Regions from separate parts of the Mus musculus genome. Here region 1 is linked to region 2. The links are chromatin contacts, called in public Hi-C maps. All regions are on one chromosome and are shown on one strand. The core of a region is the stretch at or near the end of the contact, and the rest is flanking DNA. Distances in the headings are between cores, read along the strand shown. Region 1 overlaps Alk (anaplastic lymphoma kinase). Region 2 overlaps Alk (anaplastic lymphoma kinase).

Region 1 (3,249 bases), core at 260-2,759, 190 kb before region 2:
GACATTCTGGACAATTTCACCTGTCACCTTGCTCCAGACACAGTGTGTCACCTTCCATCACAGCCATGACCCACAAAGGGTCCCCTGGGGCAGGGAATAGAGCCTGAAACCGCTGTTCAGTCTTTCTCCTTATTAGGATAAGGCAGGTCTCAGGTCTGATCCATAGAATGATGGCAAATGCTACCCAGAAATACCAACACCACTGCACCGTCTGGCTAGATGTTGTCTTTAAGAAACCTCTGTGTGACCCTACCTCTGTGCTTCTGGCACTTTAAGTCCCCAAAGTCTTCATTGTAAGCGTGTGTGCCTAAAAGTCCTTTTGAGCTGTTGTGAAATAACATCCTACCATGCATAAATGAGAACAAAGGAAGAGAAACACACGTACTAAGAAATCCAACTTCCAGTTTACATGTTCTTGATTTTTTTGCATAATTTGGGGTGAATCACTGCCTTTAGACAAACAGGAGGAGAGAGGGATTAAGATTCATTCATGAATCAAGGCCGTCAAGGGTTTCCAAGAAACCAAGACTGAAATACTTATGTGGAAGAGAAAAAAAACAAAATGCTCTTTCCTCCCGGATTTCAGACTTTATATTCATTAAAAATCACGAGGGTAGGAGAGGCAGGATGCAATTGTACAAGTGAGTACAAAGAGCTTTCACGGATCTAATTTAGTCTTAAAACAGCCTCCGCCATGCTTGAGGGAGCCTTGTTCTCCTTAAGCCTTTCTACCTTGACTGGATTATTTTTTTTCCTTTTAAATAAGCTTCTTTTAATGTAAAAAAAAAAGTGGGACTGTGTGAGAGATGTTCCCACAGAAGATGAGGGAGCCAGTGAGGCTCAAGGGTCAAAGCCAAACTGTTAAATATGAGTGCGCACACAGTCTACTACGGGGCTACTTCTAAACACCCACAACAGTCAGTGTTCTTGAAGACTAGTAGCTTCCATTATGGGGAGGTCTGGACACTGTGGTCATGCTCCTCTGTGTGTGTGTGTGTGCGCGCGTGCTCGTGTGCGTGTGCACAGGGCACAGGCGAGTGTGTATGTGTGTATCCATGTGTCTCATTAACAACTGACCTTGAGTTTCCTACTTCCCGGCCTGTCTACAGGTGGCAGGGTGGCTGCATTCCTTATGTGTTCTTTCTCACCCTTTCTCCTTTCATTCAAACCATCTCTCAAACCACACTCACAGGGTAAGCTGGAACAGTGCTCTAATCATGTATCTCAGATGATACCCATGAGTGGGCACACTTACATAACACGGTACAGGGATGCTCAGTGTCTGCTGTACTTACGAATCCCCTGGGAATCCAGCCGGAATACACATACCGATTGAGGCGATCAGGGATGGGACTGACTCCCAGCTTCAGTGGCTGCTATTTTAGCCAGACCGTCTCAGGGCATTACCCGGGGAAATACCATCTCAGTACACACACAGATGTTAGCTGAGGCCCGACACCAGAACAACTAAGAGTCGAGCGTAACTTCCTTAATTCTTGCCACTGGCTGGGGGATGGTGCGATATTCTCATTAAAAAGCCAGCGAGGGGCAGCACAGTGGCTATTTCTCGGAGTACTCACCTCACCACCTTCTACTTCAGACTTCCTGTTTCGGCAAGCCCAGACATGCTCAGGACTCAGCTCTAAGCACACCCACAAAAGATGGGCAAGCATGTGAACGTGATCTTTAAATGCTCAACAGAACACAAAACAATTGTTGGAAATCCTCTCCATGGTTGCTTAGGAAAGCCACTGGACAGCCAAAATAGGTCACCATCATCAGTAGCCAGCAGGGTCCCAGAAGCCTGACTTGAGTGAACTTTATTGGCCATGGGGCTTAAGTGAAGAGAGGACTTGTAAGGTAGGTCATTCCTGCTGCAGTCCTTGCTTCTCTAGATGCTTGGAGTCAACTCCCTACCAGGTCTGTCAAATACTAAGCCTTCTAAAGCCCTGACCGCTGTCCACAGAAAGGACCATAAAAGTCCGACCCTGCTCCCAGTGGGTATGGCAAGCATTCTTTCTCTTCTTTTTATCTTTTTTTGTATCCCTTTATATTTTATTATTGTTGTTTTGACACAAGATCTCCTGTATCCTGTATCCCAAGTGGGACTCAAGCTCACTGTGTAGCTGGTCCCGATGCTCCTGCCTTCTGGGTGCTGAGATTACAGGTGTGTAGCATCATGCCTGGTTTACATAGAGCTGGGGATTGAGCCTATGGCTTGTGCATGAAAGGCCATTGGGTCTACAAACTCAGGTGCCTTCCCCGATTTTTATTGATATTTTTGAAATGATTCAAGATACATAATAAAATGACTCTCTCAGACATTGAGCACATCCATCTTGCTATGTCACCAGCAGCACGATATCCAGAACTTGTCCAGCATCCCAAACTGAAACTCCATGGCTATTACATCGTAATTCCTGAGTCCTCTCCCCATGGCCCTCAGCAACCACTCTAATTTCTGTCTATATAAATTAGACTATTCTAGGTACTTCCCATCACTGGAATCATGTACTATGTCCCCCTTTGTGACTGGCTTATTTAGTTTAGCATAAACTCAATAATACTGTAGGGTGTGGCATACATAATTCCTTTCATTTGATGACTGAGTAATGTTCCTCTTAATGCTACACTATTTGCTTTGTCCACTCGGATATTGACTGTTTGGGTTGCTTCTACCCTTTCTCTGGTTTGAATAATGTGTGACTATGAACATAGCTACATTACCCCTTTAAGATTCTGTTTTCCGTTTTCTTGGCTATGTACCCAGAAGAGAACTTTCTGGGTCAGATGGGATTCTATTTTGAACTTTTTAAGGCACCATCATATTGTTTTCAAAGCTGCTACATCATTTATTTTATACTTCCTCCAGCCGTAGGACATATGGATTCCAATGTCTCTACATCCACACACACACTCTGCCTTTAACTGTAAGCAGCTTCCTCATCTGTAGCTTAAGCCATTGCCCCTGGGTCTCTTCAGAAACAATATCCCAGCCTTCTTTGTCCCTTCCAAATCTCAACTTCTGAATCAAAGAGCCACCATTTCTAAAAAGTTGGATCTACCAGCCACTGACAAGTTCACTGTATCTGGCCCTGGGAACTACCAGCACTTTCCCGAGCAGTAAAAGCAATTGGCATTTGTTGTGACTTGTTTGATGGAATCAGATAAAGAAAAACGAGAAGCATGAAGAATCATGCAAAAAAAGGATTCAATAAGCAAAGGCTGATCCCTATTCTGAAAACTCTG
Region 2 (3,394 bases), core at 628-3,127:
ATACCCAGTGGAGAGTGTCAATCAATACCCCAGCCTCAACAACATACACACACCCCCCAAAAAAGGGGCCTCCATTCCCTTTACCAACTCACTAACTATGCAGGTAGAATACATCCCCTGCCCCTCCAGAGACCCAACAATCTCATCTGTTTTGTGGGTGTGTGCTTCCTTCCAGGCAAAGCCAGGTTTTTTTTTTCAAGTTTATTTCTTTATTGTAAAATAAAACATTTTGGTTGTAAAATACTGGGAAGATCCAAAAAAATGCACAAGAGAAAATACTATTGCCCATAACCCTCTCTCCCAGACATTCCGAGATAACCATAATATTTTGATGTATTTCTTCTAACATTTCTCCCATGACTCCATATTTTCAAGGAAATGTATAACACGTATTTATCAAAAATGTTAACAGAGTTGTCACAAGGGAGGGGAAAGAAGTGTCATTTGGCGTGCCGTTTACACTTGGCAGCTTCTGCAGCTGTAGCTGGGGTCACGTCCCTGTGACTCTACCCATTTGTCTCTCTTAGAGTGGAATCGGGTGTCATAATTGCCAAATGTAGTGGGATTGATTGACCCCCAGCACAAACTCCATTTGCCAACTAGCCGATGAGAAGCCTGGCCTAGGATGCCCAAGGAAGGGGGACTCTGGGAGAGTGACACCTCTCCAGTGTGAGGTAGCCAGCAGGCTGGGTGGAGCCCAGGGAACCCATGCTTCTAACTTCACCGGCCACAGAAGGGTACCTGGTCCCTGGAGCCCATTTTCAGTGACAAGAAGTTAAGGAACAGACCTGTATCCTTTCCTTCTATGCATAGATAGATAGTAATGTCCTGCAGTGGGCGGGTACTCAGTAGGTGCCTGGGCAGAGTGAGAAGAGCTGCCAGTCAAAGGCTAAATGCTAATAGACTCAGCCTTACAGGCCAGCTTTATGCTCAGCAACTAGCCTCAGCGATGTTTTTTTCTGACTCCATCACACACACACCCAGACCAGCTTCTTCCAGAGTGACTTCTTATACAGCACACTGCTCTAATGTGCTTTAAAAGATGGACATACTCTGGGCTCCCTTCCTCCCTTCAAGGTTTAACTGTCACATAAACCTGCCATTGACCTGCGTTGTTTTCCTGCCTGTCTTTTTTCCCTTTATTCAGACAAAAAGAAAGTGGTGTGGCGGTAAGTAGCTGTGTATAATAGGGTTGCCACCTCCTTCCTTTATCTTATCCTAAAACCAACCCTATCTAATAGTAACCGACTCTACAGAAATAGTGAGGGGTCGGGAGCCCAGCAGTAAGGAAAGGCAGGGTCTAGAGCCCCTAGGTTTGCATACAACTGTGGTGCCAGTACCCGAAAGGTTTTGGGGCGGGGCATTCTAAGACTGTTCTCTGCCCTGACTCCTCCCACAAGCCTGTCTCCCCTCCCCGCCCCGCTTCCCACCCTCCCAGCCCCCAGCCTCCTAATGCCCCCAACCTCTCTCTTCCCCACCCACCCACCCCACCCCCGCAATCCTTGGCTTTTAAAGCATGCCTGTGAAACACCTTCCTAGAAGGTCACTTCTAGACACCAGTTGGTTTCTGTGCAAGACTTGAATATGGGATCCCCTTGAGGTGGGAGTGAAAAAATAAAACAGAAAGATCTCCTTAGCTTTTGGATTTTTAATCAGAAGAACACGCAGGGCTTGAGGGAAAATGATTTCTTCAGGGGGGTATAAATGGGAAGAGATGCTTAGAGTCAGTGACAGCCTGTTTTAATTTATAATTCTGCCTCTGTGTGAAATGCACAGAGAATCAGGGGGGAGAGAGTAATAACTCACTACAGTGCTGTCACAACCAGGAAGCACGAGGGCCCTCATCCGCCACCACTGCCAAGAAGGCTGAGACACAGGAAGGACATGCAGAGCGGTGGGTCTCTTAGAGAGCTTCTCTCCCACGCGGAGGTAGAAAGCCGCTGCTTTCTCATAGCTAGGCCTGGAGCTGCTGCGGGGACGGGGATGGCTGTAAGAAAAGCCTAGAGGAGAATGCCCCACCAGTTCTCCTGCCTGAGAACCCCGCCTAGAGCCAATCATTCTCAAAGGAAGCTGGAGGAAGTGGATTCTCTTTCCTCTCCTCTGGGAGACACCCGGGAAATGTAGAGCGTAGAAAGCGGATATAAAAGAAAGGGTCATGGTCTCCCTGGCGGCTGAGAATCACAGGCCCCCTTGCTGCTGAATCTTTACATGCTATAGAGACCATTGTAACCCGGACTGTTTAAGCACGATTGCCCAGGTGACCTTACAGGAGTGAAACAGTCCCAAATATCAGCAACTTAAACCTGCATTTGCAGCCCCTGTCCAATGAGCACTGAGGTGGGTGGGGCCTCAGGCTGGCTGAAGCCCACTAGAGGAACAAGAGACCCCTACTACAGCAGAGGAAGGGAGATTGAAGAGTCTCAGACTAACGCCAATATGAGACACACCCAGCTTCCACTTAACTAACAATCTGCTCAGAACTCAGCACGTGGCTTCACTTCTCTGCCAGCCAAATGGGGCCAGTAGAAAAATTTGAACAATATCTGTCTATGCAGACAGGGATGATATGAGACTCAAACCAACCATGCCCAGTTAGAACTCCCTCGGCCATTGCGGATGTGTACCCCCTAGCTAATACATTGTCCTCTCTTCAAACATGCTCTTTGTGGATCAGAATTAAGAGTATAGAATTGAGACAATATGGGTCCCAGGGGGATGACAGTTGGCTGTTTGAATTTGTTTAGCATTTCTGAGCCTTTTTGTTATAGACAAGACTGAGCTATGAATTTATTATTACCATTTCACTTTAAATGAAGCATCATAGTCACTAACCAACACACACACACACACACAGAGTGGTGGGGGAGGGCAATCTTTTCACTGGGTGACCACCATGGATGAGAACAATGTGGCTAATGTTTGCCATTAGTGTACTGGTAATGATGATGCCCTGTGATCTCTCCACAGGTAAACTTCCTGCTGGATTTTACTGTAACTTTGAAAATGGCTTCTGTGGCTGGACCCAAAGTCCACTCTCACCCCATATGCCCCGGTGGCAAGTGAGGACCCTAAGAGATGCCCATTCCCAGGGCCACCAAGGTACTACCTCTCTTCCCTTCTCCCTGACGTTTACCCTGTGTCTAAGTAGACTGCAAGAGTCGTAGGACCCCCAACCCAGCACAACAAGGCATCTCCTCCCGTGCAGTATTCTGCTCAAGGCTTACCTGGGGTACTCACACCCAATCTCCTCTTTGTCCCTTCCTGAGCTCTAGAATTATTAAACATGTCCAATCTCAGTGTCACTTTAGTTATTAAGATATGGAGCTTTGATGAGAGAGTAGCTGAAAACCAGCATCAATTTTCAGGCCAAGTGAAACAGAGGAAAGACAAAAAA

The links. Hi-C and Micro-C count contacts between places; a contact is called where the count stands out from the background.
Region 1: a contact with region 2 is called in a Hi-C map of CD4 T cells, with 5 times the contacts expected there. The contact joins two enhancer-like sites. A contact is called at or near these places in 4 of 484 Hi-C or Micro-C datasets (CD4 T cells, cortical neurons, embryonic retina and 1 more).

What each region holds. Positions count from the first base shown.
Region 1 is chr17:72,178,166-72,181,414 of GRCm38.p6, reverse strand. The region is part of intron 4 of Alk (anaplastic lymphoma kinase); the gene reads left to right. Among named protein-coding and RNA genes, the nearest start is that of Gm41613, 50 kb to the right of the region's middle. Within about 2 kb of position 1,509, at least 20 of the 459 cell types and tissues checked have an H3K27ac peak or open chromatin away from gene starts, as enhancers often do.
Region 2 is chr17:71,985,129-71,988,522 of GRCm38.p6, reverse strand. It overlaps Alk (anaplastic lymphoma kinase), which reads left to right. Exons shown (of 29, transcript NM_007439.2): 7 at 2,968-3,099. Among named protein-coding and RNA genes, the nearest start is that of Gm41613, 140 kb to the left of the region's middle. Within about 2 kb of position 1,877, at least 37 of the 459 cell types and tissues checked have an H3K27ac peak or open chromatin away from gene starts, as enhancers often do.